Linked DNA regions of Arabidopsis thaliana: region 1 is linked to region 2. A link is a contact called in public capture Hi-C data. All regions are on one chromosome and are shown on one strand. The core of a region is the stretch at or near the end of the contact, and the rest is flanking DNA. Distances in the headings are between cores, read along the strand shown. Region 1 holds the start of AT4G17000 (neurofilament heavy protein). Region 2 holds the start of TPS03 (terpene synthase 03).

Region 1 (6,312 bases), core at 1,103-3,602, 160 kb before region 2:
TATTACTTATCATCAATAACTCATATATTTTCTTAGCCTTTGAAAAACACTCGATTTAAGTTCATAATAGTTCTTAAATTTCTTTCAAAATATTGTGTCTACAAGAGAACAATACTTGCGTAAAAGTTTAAGCGTCTGTTTTACCATCTCCGCATCAAAGATATTCTCTTAACAATGTGAGTTATATTCACAAAGAGACTTCAAGTCTTGAAGTTTTAGTAATAACTAATTATAACTTATTTTATCTAATAACACATTCCTATAAGAATTGCTTTATACAACTTTTAGATCTTTAGTAGTCAAAGATTGAACATAATCTTCTCGATATGTCACTTATTATCCATTCATTACTTCTCCTCTTCGAAATGATGAAACTTCAAGTTCATCCATCTCGTATTGAATTCCACTCTAGAAGCAAATGTATTTTATATCTCATCATATTAACTTTGAGATTTGGAGAACTATACCGCATCGATGATCTTAATTTTGTATTCCCATAGAAAACAATGTATATGCTCTTCTAGAGTCTTTTAATAAGATTTTATACTACTTGATATACTAGATTATTTCATCGTTATAAGTTAGAAATTTTACTTATTTTTTACCATATTTATTTTCTCAACTTTTGGTGATAATTTAAGTTCTTGAAAAAACTTTGACCATCAAAATTATGATGTCTTCTTAAGATACATTAAACTAGTCATTCATGAAAATTTCTATAAGTGATTATACCTTTAAATTAAGTTATTTACCAATCAATTTATTTCATAAAATAATCAAGTATTATATAACAATACAATTTTAATGCAATATTGTAAAACCAATCAGAATAAAACTATGTTGTGAAAAATCTGGATTTTACATATATCTTGACAAAACTTTTATTTAGGGTAATATGAATTCGTGCAAGATTTGGGTAAAATGATTTCGTGCAAAATTAGGGCAAAACCATGAACAATTTTTTTTTTTTTTTTTTTTTTAGATACCACAAAGATTTAGAGAAAAGAATCTTATAAAAAGAAAAATTATCTTGCAACGTTTTTAGTAAAAATAATAATAACACAATCAAATATATGGAAATCTTATAAAAAGATTTAGATAATAATAACATAAAGATTTAGATATATGGAATCTTATAAAAAGAAAAATTATCTTGCAACGTTTTTAGTAAAAATAATAATAACACAATCAAATATATGGAAATCAAATATTTAATATGGAAAAGTCAATATCTAAAAGTGATAAGATATGTATAACGTTTTAATCAAATGAGTTAAATAAGGGATATCATATCAATCATAAATGGATTTTAGACAATATAATATTTATAAAATGATATTGAATATAGATGCAACTATTCAAAACTGGAATGCTAAAACATTAATACATGCTTGCATCACCCACCACCGGGCTATGAATAGTTACAAAATTAGTTATATAATTATAAAATTGGTAATTTATATATTCAATATTGTAATAGTAAATCACAAAAATTAACAATTAACAAGCATGATTCTCTTCTTTAACGATTTTCTTTGTAGAATCATTGAACCATGCGATAGTAATTATAGAAACAAATGATAAGCATGATTCTCTTCTTTATTGAATCATTGAAAACATGCTTTTACCGATCTATACTATAATCATCGATCGACTCATATTGTTTTGTTTCAATAATAGAAAATAAGTACTATGAACCATGAGTCGATAAGTAAACATGGTTCTTAAAAAAATGTAAGAATCTCTATATCTATCTTTTAAGAGCGTGCTGATAACGTGTTATAACCAGAGAAAGAGATAGAAGAAATGAGTGTGTTTTCCATTGAGGAAAGGGTTCTTTATATAGGAGTACAAGGAAAAGGTAAAACTCTACAAACATCTAGATGATGGGCTTAGATGATAAGTCTTATAATGGGCATCCATCTTTATTCATAACACTCTGATCAATTCCTGTGTTTTTTTTTTGCTTGAAATTTACTAGGCTCCAAACTCTTTAATTAAACCAATAATTTTGATTTCATATTGAAATATCTGATCGCGTCTAAACAAAGAAAGAGAAATGTTGTGCATTACCGAATAATTACTTTTACCAGTTAAATTAAATACGGATTTTGAATCTGTCGAAGAAAACAAAGCATAAATTATGTGGAAAGAAACAAAAAATATTCCTGCCTCTATGATTATTGACGTTTAAGAGTCGTAAACAGGGTTTAAAATGGTTCTATATAGATACCGGTTTAAATGAACCGGTTTGCTTCTTCTGTCTCCTCTTTCCTTCAGATTTACTTTACTCGGAATGAAAAAGATGCTTCGAAGCTCAAAATCAAAATCACTGTAGTGACGAAAATAACCCTGAAAAGAGACCATTATTACAATCCTTTCCTTTTAACGGCTAGTTTCTGTGAATGTTCCTTCATCTTGTCTGAGCTAGCTAAACAGACACGCACCAAATTAGACAATACTCTTTCTCTCTCTCTCTGTTCTTCTATACTCTCTCTGCGAATTTCTAATTTAGTGTAAGATGGAGGCATTTGAGCATATGATAGTGGATGAGTTTAACGAAGAAGACTTCTACGAGACAATAGAAGCTCCCAAGTTTGTAGACCTCACCGCACCAGATCATCGCCCTGAAGGAGATGATCGTTACTGGTTCTGTTCTAGAGTTGGTCAGAATCTTGTTCACTCTTTTTACATTTCCCTTGTTCAAAATTCGAATCAAATCATTACTAATAACATTAATGTTCCACAGATCTGGGAAATTTGATTATAACATTTTCTGAAAATTGCTAAATTAGGGTTTTAGTGAACAGTTTTTAATTAGTTTATGTTTTGATCCATTTTGGTTTCCTGGTGATAATGTGTATTTAGGATGTGATCAGAAGCATGAGGAATTTTTGGATTCGGAAGCAATCTACAAAAAATTCGTTCTTCGGGTTAGCTTAAAGTTCCAAACTTTTTTTCTTCTTCTCTTCCTTGATTTGATTTCGTTTTAAAGTGTATCATTAACTTAAGAATTTGATGTTAATCAACATTAATAGGTCATGGCAGCTAGGAGTCCAAGTGTTCGTCTTCGAAAAGCTCTTTATAGAAAGGATTTCAGGTAATGAACTTCTAACTATTTGAGAAATGTGTTTTTGAACTTCGAGAGAGATTAATCACTGTAATGTGTGTTTAACATTGCATTGTGCTACATACTTTTTTTTTATTACAGTGTTGATCCTAAATGTCCTAACACGGTTCCTGCAAAGCCCTCAAGATCACGTGTGTCTAAATTGGCTATGATCTCATCGATTCCTCAGAAGGGTAATGGTAATATCAGGTCAAAAGAAGTAAAAGTAGTTTCCACAAATAAGAATGTGACTCCAAAGGCAAAGGCAAAAGGAAAAGAGTCAGCAGTGATCTCATCAGTTCCTCAGAAGGCATTAACTGAGAGGAAGAAGCAAATGCAGAGCCCAGCAGCTTTTAGAAGTGTACAGAATCCGAGAAATGCAACAATCAAGGTGTCGGAAAACAGAGTTGTTGCAAAGGCTTTAGTGTTTCAATCTCCAAAGAAGTTGGTGAAACTGAAGAGATCTGTGGAGCTTAGTTCCTCGGTGAAGAAGTTGTGTAATGGGATGAGGAAGCTTGAGATTGATAACAAAAGAAATGGTTTGGGGGTTAATCATAAGGTTGTGAGTTCAGCGTCATCTAGAAGACCTCTAAAAACACGAGAGGTGAAGAGCCGAGTGTTTGATTCTCTGCGGTCACAGAAACAGATTGATCAAAAAGACAAAGGTGTCAGTACTTTGAAGAAGAGGGTTAAGAAAAAGGAAGATCCTGTGCCTTCCTCTGATCCTTTGAAACCTTATGATTCTAATGGTATGGAAGTTGAGGATAAAACTAGTAGAGATGAAGAGCTCTTGGTTGAAAACAAATCTGAAGAATTGTCAGACACATCGAAGGCTAACATGAACAATCAGCTCCAGGCCAGAGAAGATCCTGCTGTAATAAAGGAGAGTGGACTTGCTACATCACAGAAATATCAAATCACAGAGATTGAAGAAAAGGAAAGTGCATTAGCTTCGGAGTGCGAGGACAAAGAGAATGCTAATATTGTCGCGGCTATCGATAAAGAAGATATTGCTGTAATTAAGGTGAGTGGACTAGATAAAGCAAAGCAATGTGAGACTGTGGAGATTGAAGACAAGGAAAATGCATTGCCATTGGAGTGTGAGAAGAAAGAAAATGCTACTAATGCAACGGATGTTGATAGGGAAGATGATAAGGAAAATTCTTCAGCCTTGGACAATAACAGGTGAGGAAAATGTTGTTTATTTGCTTTACTTTGGTTTCCTTTTTTGTACATCATCTCACAGATATACTTGTTCTGTGTGGATCTTGCAGAAATCTCGACCAAGCCACCTATCCTCTGTTGAAAAAGAAAGTCTTTGGCAAGAAAGAAATTTGTAAAACTACTCAAAAGGTATGTTACAAGCCTATGTACTTTCTAATTGGGCTCTACTATCATCTTCTGTGTATTTATGTATATTTGTATGAACCAGGTTATGACAGTAGCAGACAAGTGTTTCAATGGCAAGACTGTTTCGGCTGGTACCCGTGTCAAGTATACAAAACCCAAGCTCACGAATCCAAAGCCTTTTCGACTTAGAACCGATGTATGATGCACAATAATACAACCCACCAAAGCTGTTTATTCTCTAATATGCAACTCTTTTCTGATGGAAGAAAATTTACATTTTTATAGGAAAGACAAATTCTCAAGGAAGCAAATACAGAGAAGAAACCACAATGTACTCTTGCCAAAGAAGACACTGCCAGCATTAGGGGGTTCCATGGTGAAAACTTGGGTCCAAATCATCAACCAGTTCGAGTAAGTTCTTTCTGTAGCATATTGATGTCTGTTCATCGTGTGAGAGTTTCTTTTTCTGATATAATAATCTCATATGCAGTTGGAGAAGAACTCAGCTTCCCGGTTAAAAGCTTCAAGAGGAACATCCACAAAACTTGTCTCTGAAAATATGGTGGATTGCAAGAGGTAAAAACTGCTTGATTAGAAGACAAAGTGTAATCTCTCACTTGAGAGAACCGAGCAAACGAGTTTTGACTTGTCATAGCAGTTGCCTTCTCTCGGCATGTAATCTGAAAATTGTGTGCATTTTCCAGGGTTGCATTAGGTAGAAAGAAGCAAGTGGCAAATAAACGAATCGAAACCGCGGAGCAAGCCTCGCAGATGAATGGAGGATCTAAAGAAGTTCCAATCATCAACAAACCTTCTGTTTGTGTTGTTGCTTCGGGGGAGAAAAGACCTGTAACTGTCCCAAAGGGACCAAACTTCCATTGTATTCATGTCCCTAAGAGCTGTACAAAGAGAGTGGCATCGGAAGTCTAAGATCGGGTTTTTAAATATATCTGCAGTTTAATTCACACGAGTCTTGTAAGTTTGGTTGATCTTTGAGAATTAACAGAAGTGAGATTATTTTGGGTGTATAAAACATTTGCTCAATTTCCAGATTAATCATTACAAAAATTGTTTAAATTAACGTAATCGTGGTTGTATGAAATGATGAAGCGTTTATTGAAATGTTCATCAAACACTTTCCAGTTTCGACTTAACCAAAATGGTTTTAAATAAACCAAATCAAGTTCTCAATTAAACCTTTAATCGAACCAAACCAAACCAAATTAAATATATCTGTACAAAGTTTTTTTATTAATTACTTTCTTAAAGGAAGAAAAGAAATACCAAAATAAATGGATTTTTAAGAGGCTATCCTAAAATTTTGTATTATTGAAACCATTATCCAATAACTTAGATCTAAATATAATTTTATTCTAAAATCATTGCAATCTATAATTACAAAAATTAACGCAATTAAAAAAAAATTGCAAGTAAATGGTTCTAAGATAACTAAACAGAGGAATACGATTAAATCATATGGTCTACACTCTACTGTGATACTCGTGCTCATTCATCAAATAAAACAGTTGACAAGAAAATCAAATTAAACAACGAAAATTTATGTATAATGGGACAATCAAAATCCTATACAATTACTTGGGGAGTATACTTATAAGTTGTAAAATTGAAAGTGTAACAAATACATTAATATGTTATTAGAAAAATGTAATCACATAACTTAATCCACTTAGTAATCTTGTGGATCCATAGATTAAAAAACGGATTAAGTTATTATTTCTAAAAAAGAATAACCCATCAAAATGACCATATAAGATTGGGTGATATATAATTTAATTACCATATTAATTATTATACTTCACCTCACTTCTTTGATACTATTTTTGTGAAAAAAA
Region 2 (6,828 bases), core at 3,942-6,441:
GGGCAAACAGATCTGTATCATTTATGACCTCCGGGGCACGCTGAATCTCCAGTTTTGCATAAGTAAGAGCTTTCTTCGGTGGCAAGGAAAGAGCACGTCTCTGCTCAGTTCCATTGGAGTGAGTTTAGAGAAAACATGAAGAAACTTAAAACCTCTTAAGTCTGATAAAACCTAACCTCTGAGGAAGATAGAACATGTCGTGGTGCTGGTGGAGGATCAGTGAGAATCAGATCATCTTTTGTCTTCTTTCTTTTCTTCCTTTTTCGCCTTTTTCTCGAAAGAACAGCTTCACTTGCTTCAGAAGCATTCAATTGCACAATAGGAGTTCTTGTTCTAAGAGTATGAAAATTTTCAACTTTTGCTTCACTACTAACAATATGGATATTCAAATGCAGAGAACCATTCAAGTAAATAGGCGAAGAAGAAGAAGACTCGGTTTCTTCTTCATCAGAGAAGACTGAAAACGTTGGTGTATGAAGCAGAACAACAATGGTAGTCATTATAGAACCAAGAAGAAACGCATTTCTCCATTTGATCCTTTGTCTCCTGAAACCCCTAATTAATTCCTTAATCGACTCCTCTATGAATAGCCGTAAAGGGCTTTTAATATTCACCATCTCAATTATAAATAAAATCCCTCGATTCCTAATTTCATCGAGATCGAAATCAAGATTCTTCTATGCGTGATGAACACTCCATCACAAAATCTATTATTAATCTCCGATTCGAATTCACAAACCCTAATTTCGCAATAGATCAATAAACCTGATCATCCAAAAAAAAAAGATCCATTTGAGATTCTAGTACTAACTGCAAAAACAAAAACCCTAATTCTAGAAAGGGACATGTATGTACGTACCTTGATCTTTTGCGATTCGTGAAGTGGGGATTTTGGCAGACGGAGAAGAATGGATCGGAGATTTCTCGATCCAGAGGGAGAGATGTGGAAGGAGGTTATGGTTAAGTAGATGGTAACGGTAATTAATGTTATGTATTTTCCCTCCGTATTATTAGCTTAAGTTGCCTAAAATTAACCTTTCCCTTAATTTATTCCAATTTTAGGAATAATTAGAATCGGATCTTTTTTAGTGTAAGCTGACGTGTGTACTACGTCAGTCTAAACCCTTCTGGCGTAATTCAATGGCAACCAGTTGTCTTTTTTTGTTTATTTCCATGAATAAGTTTTCTTTTTGTTTGGCAAAAAAAAAAAAGTTTTATTTTTGTAAATTGTCCATCACTTGTTTGAAAACATCATAGAATTGAAATGCCGGAAAAGAAAAAGAAGAGTTGTTGGTTTAGTGAGATAGTGATAACAAAAAGTTTATTTGAAACGAAATTAAGTAATGTATTAAAGAGATTGTGAAACGAAGATTCTTCTGCCATATGTCGTTGAGTTGACATTTCCTAGGAAGCAATGCACACGACAAAATGGCTTTGGATGGTGCCTTCTAGACACTACCCACATTTTGCTACCACATGGGATTGAAGGGCTCTTGACGTTGTTTGTCGGCCTTCCACGCTAAGCTATTAATTAGTTTTGTTTGTAGACAATGCTCTGTTTATCTCCATTTTCCGATCAAATTTTGTGTCTACTCCTCCAAAATCAGTTTTCGTCTTTTCAAATTATCTTTATCTCACATAGCTTACATTTATGCTGATTCCTTTGCTCGAAATGTTAAAACTGTATATAGGAATTTTCTTTTCTTATATAAGCACTAGTATATACTGATCAAGTGAATATTATTTGCTCATATACAAAATATTCATCTAACTTGATTTTACAAGCTCTTGATGTTGATAAAAACTAACAAATGTTTACATGCATTATATAATTTGAGTAGAGAATACATATGCATCTCTCAACTCTTTGAGCGTCTAATCCAATACTTGTGTGATTTAAGACTTATTATTAGAAACTAATTAATTAATTGAGTGGAAGAGGGTGGACGAGCAAGGACCGGACATGATTGACGGTCTTAGCCTTGTCAGGACAGCCATGGCCATCACCGTACTGATAAACGCACTGAGCCACACGTCCAAGATTAGCCGCAGCTTCTAGGAAACCTTGATGTAGCCTACAACTCTTTTTCTCCATGTTTAAGTCATCCCAAGCCACACCGATAATTCCTTGAATGTACGCGCGTGACTCTGCCTCCGAAGCTCCAGTTTCATGCATGTGACATTGTACGGATTTCATAGTGTCGCCTCTCGCTAATTCCTCCTGTTAAAATAACTATATTTATAGGACCGCTTTGAGCATAACTTTGAAACACATGTGTGAGTCCCCATATGTTGGTTGACTTTGTTTATTTAGTCTGAAAAAGTTTGCTTAGATATAATCGCCTTTGATCTGTCAATAAATTATTTACAGTATTGTACGTTGTGAAACCATGACTGACCGAAGAAGTGGCGAGATCGTTAGCGAGACGGAGGATGGTGGCGGAGCTTCGAACTACAGAGTGATTGTAGGAGCCAAGAATGTCTAAGGTTTGGTCGGATAAGAGACAGAACAAGTGTAGAAGTATTGTAGGGACTGAGCTTGAGATCCAACCATTTTGCATGTATTCTTCGAAGTTAGGTTTGTAACCACTTTTATACCACTTTGCCTCTTTCAAAAACGTTGTACACATATCTGCCCACTAAAAAGAAAAAACTAAGTTATCAAGAGATGTAGAGAAAAAGTTTAGAAATATTCATATTTATTAATAAAAAGTCTTGGTGACAAAAAAATGAGAAAAGAAAACGAAATTCATTTATGTTTTTTAAGAAATCTTCGAAAAAAATCTTAAACTTAAACAATATACTTTCCGGTTGATAATCTATTGCTGCACACTACAATATATGTATATTATAGTGTATATTCATTTTTATAGCTAACTTTGAATGAACCAACAAATTAATATTTCAAAATCTATTGTTACATAGATAAAATGATGAGAATACGTACAGATTCTTTGAGGTAAGGAATCACATTAAACCCTTTATCTCTGAGTACAAAATATCCAATCTGATTGATTTCGTTGACGAGGCAGAGAAAACATAACTTCATGTAGTTGGGAAGTTCTTCAAGACGATTCACATCCCATCTGCATGATATATCGATTCACTGAAGAAATAAGCAAATAGATATAGAGTGAAATAGTTTGATATTATTTTGCAAGGTATTAATAGTAACTTTTCAACTATGGTCGTGAATAGTTGGAGCTCCTCAAGTGTCCCATAAATATCGTATATATCGTCGATAGTTGTAATGAGCATGAAAACCTTTGTAAGCATTTGTCGGTGATATGCAAACTCGGGCTCATACATTACTCCAACACTCGAGAAATAACCCTCCGTTATTCGATCTCTAACGAAATCGAGGTGTTTTGTTAATCCCGTCTTGCTCCACCAACTGTCTCATACATATAAAAAGATGAACTATGTAGACAGAATTACATTTTGAAATTATCTATAGAAATTTTAAGATATAATGATTTTTCTTGAAGGTCAAGTCACAGTTTTAACATATAAATGATGAGAAATTAAATCATGAAAATTCCAAACTAAAAACAATTTAACAGAGTAGTCATAAGTTTATGAATTAGTAATGCAATTCTCTTTTCATTTCTACCTTGAGATTTTTAACACGTCTCTTGAGATGATGGTTTTTTTTTGCTCAATCCTTTTTAGTTGGAATACAAACCTTCTGAATCGGTTATACACATGTTTATGTTTACTAAAGTACTCTAAGAACATATGACGAACATGTTCTCTATATGTTTTTGATTTTCAAATTTCATGTATGATTACTCAAAGTCCACGAATCATCAGTTACTTAAGTTAACTTACCTAGAGAGGGATTTGAGCTCGTCTTGATGGATAGCTTGTACGAAATTAAAATCAAGTTTCGCGAGTTCAAGCAAGATAGGGTTCATGTCGTGTCTCTCTCCGTACACTTCTATGTACCATCTTGCTTCTAGTCTTCCCACTCTCCGGTGGTACGGCATCTCTAACGCATGTATAACCATCCTTCGAAGAGTGTAAGATTTGGTCTCATTCTTATTTACCTCCACAAATTTTCTAAGTCGTTTTGTTGTATAGTATATGCTCTCTTTCAATTTAGTATCGATTCTGGTCGAGAGATATGAAGCTTCGTATAGTGAAAGAATACCCTTGATGTCTTTATCATCCAAATCAACTCCAATATTTCCGTCAAAAACATCTGCAAGAGATTGCAATATTAATGTGGTTATTAACAACAGCAAGAGATTGCAATATTAATGTGGTTAAATTCAGAACCATCATATAGACATATATAACTGAAGACCAACTTTATATAATTCATTTTTGAAACTTTGAACTAAAAACTGAAAATTTGGATTTATGTGAATAACTTTTTGATTTTTTTTTTTTTTTTTTTTTTTTGCTTTCAACCTTGTGCGATACTGAAACCATGTTGCCTTAGGAGTCGGAACTCAAGGGCGGTCGCGTATAAATCTCCCCATCGGTTTCGATCTATCCGGTTTTTGTGTGCTCGCACATTTTTAACATGCACATTCGTTAGTGTCTTCTTGATTTCTTGTTCAAAATGGTAAGAAACTCCAAGCCTTTGTAAAGTGTCGATGAGCTCTAGCTGTTCGAGTAAACCTTCCGTTTCATTGAGCATTTTACTCACTTCCTGCTTCAATAACGTAACTCTCTCGACGTTGTCCTCTTTCTGCATGATATAAATATTATCACTATATATAATTTCCTAAATAGTAATATATGTCACATAATTTTATTTAATACAACGTCATGTACATTCTTATACGTACCACATATGTATTACCGAGCGAGAGGAGATATTCGTGCTGCCAAAGAGACGGTTGATAGTTTGCAGAGCGACGGGATACCAGAGGCTGGGATGGTGTTTTCGAGTCAGTCTTGCGAGTGAAACGCCGTTGAGCCTGTCGTTTAGGCATTTCTTTGCGTTGCTAATGATTACACTAAAGAGTTAAATAATTGGATGAACTCTTCTTTAGACTCCGCTATGATATTTTATACTGATTTAAGGTTTGGGTCTCGGACCACAGGTTATATATATGAAGATATTTTTATTTTTTCTGTTTTACTAAAAGAATATCTGTTTTAATCAGTTTAGTTTTTGACGTTTTCTCGCTATATAATTCAATGACCATGCATTTGCGTTTTCTTAAATATCTTGGAGAAGTATTATTCCCACACAACAAAAAAACTTGGAGAAGTAATGGCTAAAACATATTGGTGTGGTGTGATATCCAAACATTTACGTTTCTTGCTTTCAACGTCCCTTGCTTTGTCACTAATTGCCCAAAAAAAAAATCTAAAGATATTTGTCAAACTTTTTTTTGTTTTTTTGGTAAAAATATTTGTGAAAGTTGTGGACATGTAACAAATTGAAAAAAACGTGTGGACATGCATGGTATAACAAAAAGTAGGAGATATAATAACAAAAACAAAAACAAATCGGTTGTTTTTATTAATAACAAGTACGAGATAGATCAGTGTCCACCCTTAGTCCACGTTAATGGCATGGCAAATGGTTTCATGCATAGCTTGTCTTGTCTTGGTTCGAAAAACCTTAATGAAATTCCAAGGAATAAATATCGATTCGGTGTCCATGTGACTACCTGTATATCTCTATCCCTGCCTTCAATGAAAACTGAGAGGCCAATTTTGTTGGACCACACTAAGAGAGGTGGTAACGAATAATCACATGTGGGCAAAGACGTCACGGCGTTGTCTAGGTTTAGACAGTACAGTTTAAATTAATATACATCTATAAGTTCTTATCTCATGGGGCACTCAAGCTCCTGTCACTTCTATTTCGTTCACATTTCATAATTACAGCAACTTTGAGATTAAAAATACACATGTAGCTTTACGCGAATTTGTAGCTCAGTAGTTTAATTTGTATTTACTGCTTCTGAAGGAAATGGGGATTCAATCTTGGGATAATAGAGAGGCAAATTCATCCCATCTAAAAAATACTTTCTGAAGACTTATACTAAATTTTGATCATACCAACGGATGGATGTGCCCCCATAAATTACTCCATAGTCCATACCTCTGCCTAATCTGATAGTATGTATCTATCAGGGCCGACTCAGAGAAAAATAGAACCCTGTATCTAATTATAAAAAACATGTTTATATCTTATGTATGGATTTGGACATTTATTATATATTTTTGAGAAAATAGGACCATGATTGCTTAAACAGTACAAATGCACCATTGGCACTTGGCACACACTCTAAACCGGTCCTGATATCTATGTATAAATAATAAATGACAACAATTTTAGAGAAAGTTATCAAACACATTGTTAAATTATGTACATATATTATAATTTGAATTAAAATTACAATAAAATTGAAAGTAAAAAATTAACGAAACATTGCCATGCAGAAAATAGTAATAAATGAATTTCAGCTAAATAATAAAATCGAATTCGCATATTTTGGCGAAGTACGATGAATAGATGAAGATTTTTTTTTTTTATTCGAAGTAATGACTTAGCTTTCAATTTGGGAGAAATTTTAGGATTTTTTGAGTTTATTAGGTTTTAATCGAGTAATTTAACGTTTCTATATCAACTAGTAAACATTGATCAAATTTTGGACCAAATTGTTAAGTTAACGACAAATTAAAAATCAATTTTGCGCACATATAATTAAAAAATAATTGTGTTAATTACAAATAGTTTGGAAAATAAAATGATCATTTTTCCGGCAAACCAAATACCTTTTAATTATGTAAACATATCTATAATGCGGCAAATACAAATTTACAATCCTATAACGGAACGGGATTGAAGAGTACTGA

The links. Capture Hi-C pulls out chosen DNA fragments and counts their contacts.
Region 1: a contact with region 2 is called in a capture Hi-C map of root, with 4 times the contacts expected there. A contact is called at or near these places in 2 of 3 other capture datasets (root and seedling).

Annotation. Positions count from the first base shown.
Region 1 is chr4:9,566,123-9,572,434 of TAIR10.1, reverse strand. It overlaps AT4G17000 (neurofilament heavy protein), which reads left to right and starts at 2,352. Exons shown (of 9, transcript NM_001341189.1): 1 at 2,352-2,666; 2 at 2,869-2,933; 3 at 3,039-3,100; 4 at 3,212-4,294; 5 at 4,384-4,462; 6 at 4,542-4,655; 7 at 4,745-4,870; 8 at 4,950-5,035; 9 at 5,164-5,536. The coding sequence starts at 2,522. The coding sequence ends at 5,389.
Region 2 is chr4:9,405,974-9,412,801 of TAIR10.1, reverse strand. TPS03 (terpene synthase 03) reads right to left here and starts at 5,191. Exons shown (of 7, transcript NM_117775.4): 1 at 4,800-5,191; 2 at 4,417-4,699; 3 at 3,832-4,204; 4 at 3,176-3,394; 5 at 2,948-3,086; 6 at 2,400-2,639; 7 at 1,662-2,221. The coding sequence starts at 4,946. The coding sequence ends at 1,925. TPS02 (terpene synthase 02) reads right to left here. Exons shown (of 7, transcript NM_117774.4): 7 at 6,666-6,828. The coding sequence ends at 6,799. It overlaps AT4G16745 (Exostosin family protein), which reads right to left and starts at 962. Exons shown (of 7, transcript NM_001203814.1): 1 at 860-962; 2 at 177-765; 3 at 1-100. The coding sequence starts at 617.